Regions from separate parts of the Hordeum vulgare genome. Here region 2 is linked to region 1. A link is a contact called in public Hi-C data. All regions are on one chromosome and are shown on one strand. Each heading gives the region's core, a stretch centred on a gene start, on an enhancer-like site or on the middle of the called end of the contact. The rest is flanking DNA. Distances are from core to core; before and after follow the strand shown. Region 1 holds the start of LOC123395818. Region 2 holds the start of LOC123395828.

What was found. A called contact is a pair of places that touch in the nucleus more often than the background predicts.
Region 2: a Hi-C map of leaf shows a contact between it and region 1, with 8 times the contacts expected there. The contact joins the promoter of LOC123395828 here to the promoter of LOC123395818 in region 1. A contact is called at or near these places in 2 of 6 Hi-C or Micro-C datasets (leaf and seedling) and 1 of 1 datasets of contacts at active chromatin or transcription factors (embryo).

The regions. Positions count from the first base shown.
Region 1 is chr5H:281,582,709-281,586,647 of MorexV3_pseudomolecules_assembly, forward strand. LOC123395818 reads right to left here and starts at 1,884. Exons shown (of 4, transcript XM_045090855.1): 1 at 1,279-1,884; 2 at 790-1,175; 3 at 37-195. The coding sequence starts at 1,639.
Region 2 is chr5H:281,862,134-281,866,072 of MorexV3_pseudomolecules_assembly, forward strand. LOC123395828 reads right to left here and starts at 2,286. Exons shown (of 1, transcript XM_045090863.1): 1 at 333-2,286. The coding sequence starts at 2,073. The coding sequence ends at 436.

The sequences.
Region 1 (3,939 bases), core at 634-3,133:
ATGAATGAATTATGCAGACATGACTCTAGCACATACAGCTCTGTGAAGTGCAGCAGTTTGGTCTTTCTCAAAATTGGTCTCCACTGTGGGAACTGGCAGGGGGACATCATCCACAGGATCCATAGGGTCCAACTGCTGGCAGGTACCGCTACCAGGCGTATACCATGCAAAGCATGCATCATATGGTTGAGCGTCCTGAATAATTGATAAACCAAGATTTTTTTCAAAAATAAAGTATCAAGGACTGCAACTGAATTCTTGTCCAGTGTTCATTGTAAAATATCACATTTACAGTAAATTGCACTCAATTTTCAATATGTTAGACAGTAGACACACATTATTAATGAACGTACACACATTGTGATTTCCAACTTTAGGATAAATGCTTTTAGAGCACTAGATCTTTGCCGTATATACTAACACTCTGCTCGCGTACACATAGATGATCATATAGGGCTAGGGCCATATGCACCAAAGAACTGCAAGCACCTTTCAGTCTTTCACTACTTTCGCATTTAAAGCTTAAAATTATGGCATACATCAAAGTCATAGGATATGCAGACAAAGAATTGTCAATCGGCAAAAGAAACTACAAATATTTCTTATGTTCAATTGAGACCATACAATGATGAGCTATTGAAACTTGCAAAAAATGGGTGACCTGCTGAATTTCATAACAAACAATGATTTTCGTTCTAAGAAAACATACAGAGATCCGTGGAGGAAAAAATGCATGAGTTGGGTAAACTGAGCATGCCAATTTTAGATTGTGATTAGAATAAGTGTTACCTTCATAACCTGCTTAATTTCTATCTTATCGAATGAATGTGCTGAATTGTAAGAACCATCCACAAAGTTCATCTCTTGATTACTTCCCGGGACAAAGGTTTCCATGTGCACCGAGGAATCAGCATGAATCTCTTCTACAGTGTGTTCGAATCTACCAAATGAAGCACATGATGGATTTTCATCTGCTGCGCTAATAGCTTCCTCGCTTGAGGGAATATTAGCTGCACTTTCTTGGATGACAGGTTCTGGTTCAGGCCTCTTATGATAATAATCATCTGAATGAGGACATCCCGGTATTGCCCTCCTCCGACATCTGCAGCATCTGTACGATATGACTTCAGCAATCCTTGCCTCCTCTAGTCTCAAGGCATCTCCATGGAACCAATCTGTAAACAGGAGAAAATCAAGATGCGGAAAAGATCGGTAAGATAACGCAAAACGAAAATTGCTTGCTTAGAAAATGGCAGGTCAAAGGTGGAATCAACTTACTTCTGCACCTCTCACACCGGATGTACATCAGGTCTGGGGAATATCGCTTGCGGCAGAGACAGCAGATTGGTTTCATGGACGAACCAACACCATCCTTGCTTCCAAGGATAACATCGTCAGCACTGATAGCATTTGTGTCGCTCTTGCTTTTCTTCCATACGAGACCGAAGTAGGTGATCCCTTGTGTGTTTCTGCGTTTGATCTTGGACTGCATTTGCGCCTTCGCTGTTCGCTCGGCTTCCGCCGAGCTTCCCCCACGCACCTCCGCCCTCCTACCTTCGCTTCCAGGAGTTGCTAGGGTTGCGTACCTGTTCCCCGTGCGCTGTGCGCCACCCCAGCTCAGGCCATCTCCTCGATCCATCTGAAGCTGATTCTTCCACGCATCAGACAATTGTGAATCGCGCTCATAGGGCACCTCGTCCTCTCTCCCCGTTCAGGGTGGGCGCAGTTGGATTTTCTTCCTTCTGCTCCCCCGAGTCGTCGGATCCTGACTTGGGGGACTGCTCCGGCCGTCGGCGGCAGCAGAGCCAGAGCGGAACACTTCGGGACAGCCGGCGGCTGGTGGAGCCCTAAGGGGAAGAGGCGTTGGCGTTGTGCTTGGTTTAGGGCTGCAGTTGGGCCGTTGGATCCAAAGTTGACTGGTATCAGCCGCCCATTTCAGACCGGCTTGGGCGAGTGCGCTGAGGGCAACTTACAGTGGTTGCTAAGATAATATTCTAGTACCTCATTTAGAAAAAATAAAAAAGATATGCATTATATTTTGATATATTCTTTGAATTAAGGAACTTATATCCCGTTACATTTTGAAAGAAAAAATAAAAACAACATATCTCGCATCTCAAGTAGGCTTTTGTCTTCAAGCTAAAAGTATACATATAGGCAAGCATCCTAACACGACATTTACAAAAAAACAAAAAAACGAATTCCAATAGTTCCAATTTTTATATGACTTTGATGCATGCATGCAGTTTGTTTATAACCCTTTTGCTTGTTATACCATGAAGTCATGAAGGTGAGTGGAAGGAAGGTGGAGTGATACTTGCAATCTGCGGTGATGGACATGTATGCAAATAAACATACTGGGATTAGATGTACATGTACAAAATGCTAAGAAGGAGTAGTTTTGAACCCTTTTGATGGTGGTCGCTTGAAGGCTCACTTGCTGATCAGTGGTTTTATGGATGGCTATACTCGGTGGATAAGTGAAGATGATGATGAGGACGTCCACATGGCAGGGAATAACGATATGGGACTAAACGAAGAGATGACCGATCGACACGAAGACGATGGAGCCGGACACGGCGGCGTGAAGAGTCCGAACACGACGGCGGGGAAGAGTCCGGACACGGCGACGGAGAAGATTCTGGACACGGCGAAGAAGCACAGTCCGGACATGGCGGAGAAGAGGCGACGGACACGCTGCAAACTTCAACGCTACTAAGTTCAGTCGTGCAGGACCCTCATGTTTGAGACACCTTCGCAAGAGTACGACTAGCGACAGAGTTTGAAAAGGACGTGGATGTCGCCTAGAGGGGGGGTGAATAGGCGCTTTAAAATAGTTAAGGTTTAGGCTTGAACAAATGCGGAATAAAACTAACGTTTGATATGTCAAGCACAAAACCTACAAACAACTAGGCTCACCTATGTGCACCAACAACTTATGCTAAGCAAGATAAACAACTAAGTGATAGCAAGATATATTACAATAAACAATATGTCTATCACAAAGTAAAGTGCATAAGTAAAGGGTTCGGGTAAGAGATAACCGAGGCACGGGGAGACGATGATGTATCCCGACGTTCACACCCTTGCGGATGCTAATCTCCGTTAGAGCGGTGTGGAGGCACAATGCTCCCCAAGATGCCACTAAGGCCACCGTAATCTCCTCACGCCCTCGCACAATGCAAGATGCCGTGATTCCACTAAGGGACCCTTGAGGGCGGTCACCGAACCCGTACAAATGGCAAACCTTGGGGGCGGTTACCGAACCCGTACGCGTGGCAACCCTTGGGGGCGGTTACCGGTACCCGTACAAATTGCTCGGGGCAATCTCCACAACCTAATTGGAGACCTCGACGCTTGCCCGGAGCTTCACACCACAATGATTGAGCTCCGAGACACCACCAAGCTTCTAGGACGCCAAAGCATCCACGAAGAACAATATCAAGGGTACTAAGTACCAAAGGTAGTAAGCTTCTCAACTTCTCACTTCCACGTATCACCGTGGAGAACTCAAACCGATGCAACTAATGCAATGGCAAGAACACACGAAGTGGTCAAGTCCCTCACACTCAAATCCCTCCACAACAACAAAAGCTATGGAGAAATATGAGAGGAAGAACAAGGAGCTCACAAAGAACTCCAAGATCAAGATCCAAGGGGTTCCCCTCACATAGAGGAGAAAGTGATTGGTGGAGATGTGGATCTAGATCTCCTCTCTCTTTTCCCTCAAGAACAAGCAAGAATCATTGGAGGGATTGAGAGTAATCAAGCTCTAAGAATGTCAACAATGGAGGTAGAACAAGAGCTCAACTGATAGATTAGACCAAGGGGGAAGAAGACCCCCTTTATATAGTGGGGGGAGGAATCAGACCGTTACCCCCGCTTTCTGCCCGAGCTCCAGCGGTACTACCGCTGGCTGCAGCGGTACTACCGCGGGCA
Region 2 (3,939 bases), core at 1,036-3,535, 280 kb after region 1:
CGTTGGACACACGGCTCGATCCATTTACGAAAGGAGATGTTCGTGTTCGGCTGACCGATCTAAACAGACAAAAAACAAATAAAATCGTCGTCCCTGGGTCGGCTGTTGCAGTTGTCCTTAGCCAAAACGCTTTTGCAAATCTAATATTTGTCCTCGTTTGTTTGTATACATCAAAGCACCTTGCTGTGTGCGCTAGTATAATACTCCTGTCTGGACGAAACATCACATCAATTTTTTTTTTAAAGGAAACATCACATCAATTACAAGATGATGCATGTTTCTAGTCTAGGAAAAAGTTATGTAGTGGCAAAATCACCAAGGCGTCTAATCTCTTCGGCCAAAAGATGCCACTTTTACTTTATAAACACTCTCAGATCATCTAATTCGGGTGACACTTGACAATACAGATATGCTGATTGTGTAATTGGCATGTCCTCATCCTATGTAATCAGCTCGATCATGGTAAACATCGCCACCCACTGACTCCAATTTTGGCTTTGCGGAGAGCTGAGTCCCGTATCTCCACAGGTAATTCAGCCCAACAAGCAGCTCGGTGATGGCATCTTCCGTCTTGTCCCGGTCAGCGAAGTGCAGCGTCTGGAGGAGCAGAACGCTCGTGCCTGAGCCGACGTTCCGCTGCTCGAAGCTCCTCTCGGACCGCCACCGCACAGTGTTGTGGGCAACCGGTGCTAGCCATCCGAGGATCCCCTGCACCGTGTCAGCCCACTCGGCGGCCAGGACGCGATCGCAGGCCGTGTCCTTCTTGCGGGCGGCGGACGACGGCGGCCTTAGTCGTGCTCGGAGGGACGCCCGGATACTGTCGGTCAGCATGCCGTACAGCGCATCCCTCTCGTCGGGGCAGATGTGCCGGGGCGAGATGGCGAGCTTCTCGGCGAAGACGACGAGGTTCGCGTAGTGCGATGCCAGGGCGGCTGCGCCGAGTGTCGTCTCCGGTCCGTTCGCCAACACGTCGTGCGACGAGCACTCGAACACCGAAGTGGAGAGCTTCGTGCTGGCGCTGTGACGATCACTCTCGTTGGACTGGTAATTGACACTGGAATCCTCGTTGTTGGATGAGACGTAGCTGAAGCTCAGTGGGAGATCATGGCCGCCGTGGACCCACCCCTCCCTGGTCGGAGACTTGCTCCCGCTGACCACGCAGCCGATGAGGTGCTTGCCACGCACCGGCCACTTGAGCTGCCTCAAACTCTTGCTCCTGGACAGCAGGAACCGGCGAACGTCGCCATTAGGGGCCTTACCGGAATTTGCAGCACCCGTCGACCTCTTTCGAGCATCCACGGGGAAATCCGTGGGATATACCAGCGAATTCGTACTCCCGACGAACGAGTTGCTCCAGGAGAACGAGAGCCGCGCACCGGCGGGCGACACCATCGAGTAATCGTTCATGGCGATTTTCTTGGGCTGCAGGTCGAACACATCTATGATCCTCGCGACGATGGTGAAGAGCGACCTGGCAAGCAAACGGACGGCGTAGTCCAAGCTCCGGTTCCAGAGCGAGGCCGCGCGGAGGCGGTCGACTTCCTGCCTTTGCCTCGCGACGCGGCGCGCGGCCTCGCCGGGCGCGAACTGCGCACGGCGGAGGCGCGCGCCCTGCTCTAGTTCGGCAAGCACATCGATCTCCTGGCACAGGAGCCCGGTGGCGGCGACGAGGCGCTGCATCTTACGCGCCTTGCGGTCCATCTTCTTGGCGGCCGCGTAGCGCAGCCTGTGGGAGTCGGCGCCGGCGCCGCCGGCAATAAGGCCTGCATAGAGCTCGTCGAACCGGCGCAGCAGCGGGTCGGCACACCGGCCGGAGAGCCGCGCGACGGCGCAGGAGATGTCCCCGCACGCGCCGGCCATCTCCCCGACCGCGAGGGCCAGCAGCGCGCTGTCTTCGTCGGCCACGAGCCTCCGCACGCCCTCGAGCCGGACGCCTTCCCCACGCAGCCGCGCCAGCTGGTCCTCCTCGAGGGCGCGCCACAGACTCGCCGCCCGCGACATGAGCGCAGCCACCTCGAACGACAGCATCGCGACCCTCTCCCCTCCGCCGCGGCCAGTGCTCAGCTTCCGCATCGTGGCCGAATCCTAGGCAGGCTGCTAGCACCGGTGGCAGCGTGATCGAGGCGGCGGCGGAGGCGGAGGCGGAGGCGGCGCGCGTGATGGGGTTGGGTTCGTCAAAAGTGGCTACGGGGGCAGCGGTTTTAGGGAACCGGGAAAGCGCGGGTGGGCAGACCTGCGCAGCTGCGACCGCATAGGTATTGTCACGGGGGTGGTGGGAGTTGGAACCGAAACAGAGGGGAGGTGTCCGACCGGCATCGGGGAAGGGATTATTCGGCGCGTGCAGGGCCGTGGAAACTTTGGCGAATTTTGCTTGGACTCGTGTGGAGACAGGGGAGAGGGATGCCGTGTGGATGAGGAGCCATGTGTTGGGTCCATAGCGCAGTATACGTGACTGCGTGCGTCAGGGCGGCCTCTGTCGGGGGCTTGGGATGTTCGCCGGCGCGGTACTCCCAATGATTGGAGGATGTGGACAAGCAGACGGTTCTTTGGCTAGTTCATGTGGGTCACGAACTCACACCCCCTGTTTTGGCAGTTTGTCTTTGCCCGTGTGTCCATGCCCAACATTTTCTCAAGGGTATGTTTGGTTTGAGAACCAAAAGGCATGACATGTCATGGTCTCGTTTTAAAGAAATGGGTTGGTTTCATTCTTGTGTTCAGTTGAAGATAAAAAATGAAGGAGTGATCTGCGTCGGCCGAAACTTTGGGTCGGCCGCGCGCATGCCGCACGATCGACCAACCCCGAGCGTCCGCATCGTTGGATCTCGATGCAACATTTTTCCCCGATGCAGCAAAATTTCGATGTGATGCAGCAATTTTTTCAACGGTTGCAACAAAAAACAAAATTTGTAGAAAAAAAAATCTACGTGATCGTAGCAAAAAAACGAAGCTGATGGTACGTGATAGAAAAATTGAAACGCCGGTTGTAATAAATATTTACGTGACGTGTATGCAACTTTTTTAATGAACGGTTGCACCAAAAAATGATGCCGGTTGTAGCAAAAGTAAAAAAACATCGATTGTAACGAAAAATTCGAAGAACTGGAGTTGCAACCAAACGTATATGCAGCTTTTTTATTGGACAATTGTAGGAAAAAATAACGCTTGCAGCAAATATGACGCTGGTTGCAACAATTTAAACAAAAAAATGTTGCATGCCCAGTCAGCGGGCGCGCGCGGTCGCGTGCGGCCGGCGGAACGATTGGCGCCGGCCAGAAACGGTTCCCTAAAAAATGTCACGGGTTCGTTCCATTCTTATGTTTGGTTGGAGATATGAAATGAGAAGAATATGACTCAACTCACCTTGTCGGGTTTTTCTTTTTCTATTATCGATATATTATATAAATTGCACCAACATTTTCATTGTATTTTCTGTTTTAACAATTAGCTGGGTTTTTTTCTTCTATCAATACGAGAAGAATAACCAAGTGATTCCTTCGATTTGGTGAAATCGGTTGATGAAGCGTATATAAGGAATATTCCTTTTCTGAGGATCACCCGGTTCCAGTTTCATCCTCAACTAAACACTGGAATGGTGGATTGGGGACAGAATGAACCCGTATCGTGCCACTATATCCTCAAAGCAAACACACCCTAAGGGGACCGCTAGGCGCCGGCGTGCGCCTGCAGAATTTTGGCCGGTCGGCTGCATAACGTCCAATTTGACTTACGTTAAAGGTTTTGATTAACGTATAGGTTGGGTCATTGTCTTCCTTCCTCCTGCACACATTTGGAGAAAAAAACACGATGTTCGCTGGCAGCCTCGCGCTCGCCCCGCGCTAGTCATATGCAGCTCCACCGCGGACTGCGTAGATCTGTCGCCGACCAGACGCAACTCCGCCCTAGCCCCACCTCTCGCCCCGCCTCGCTTGCACCTCCGGC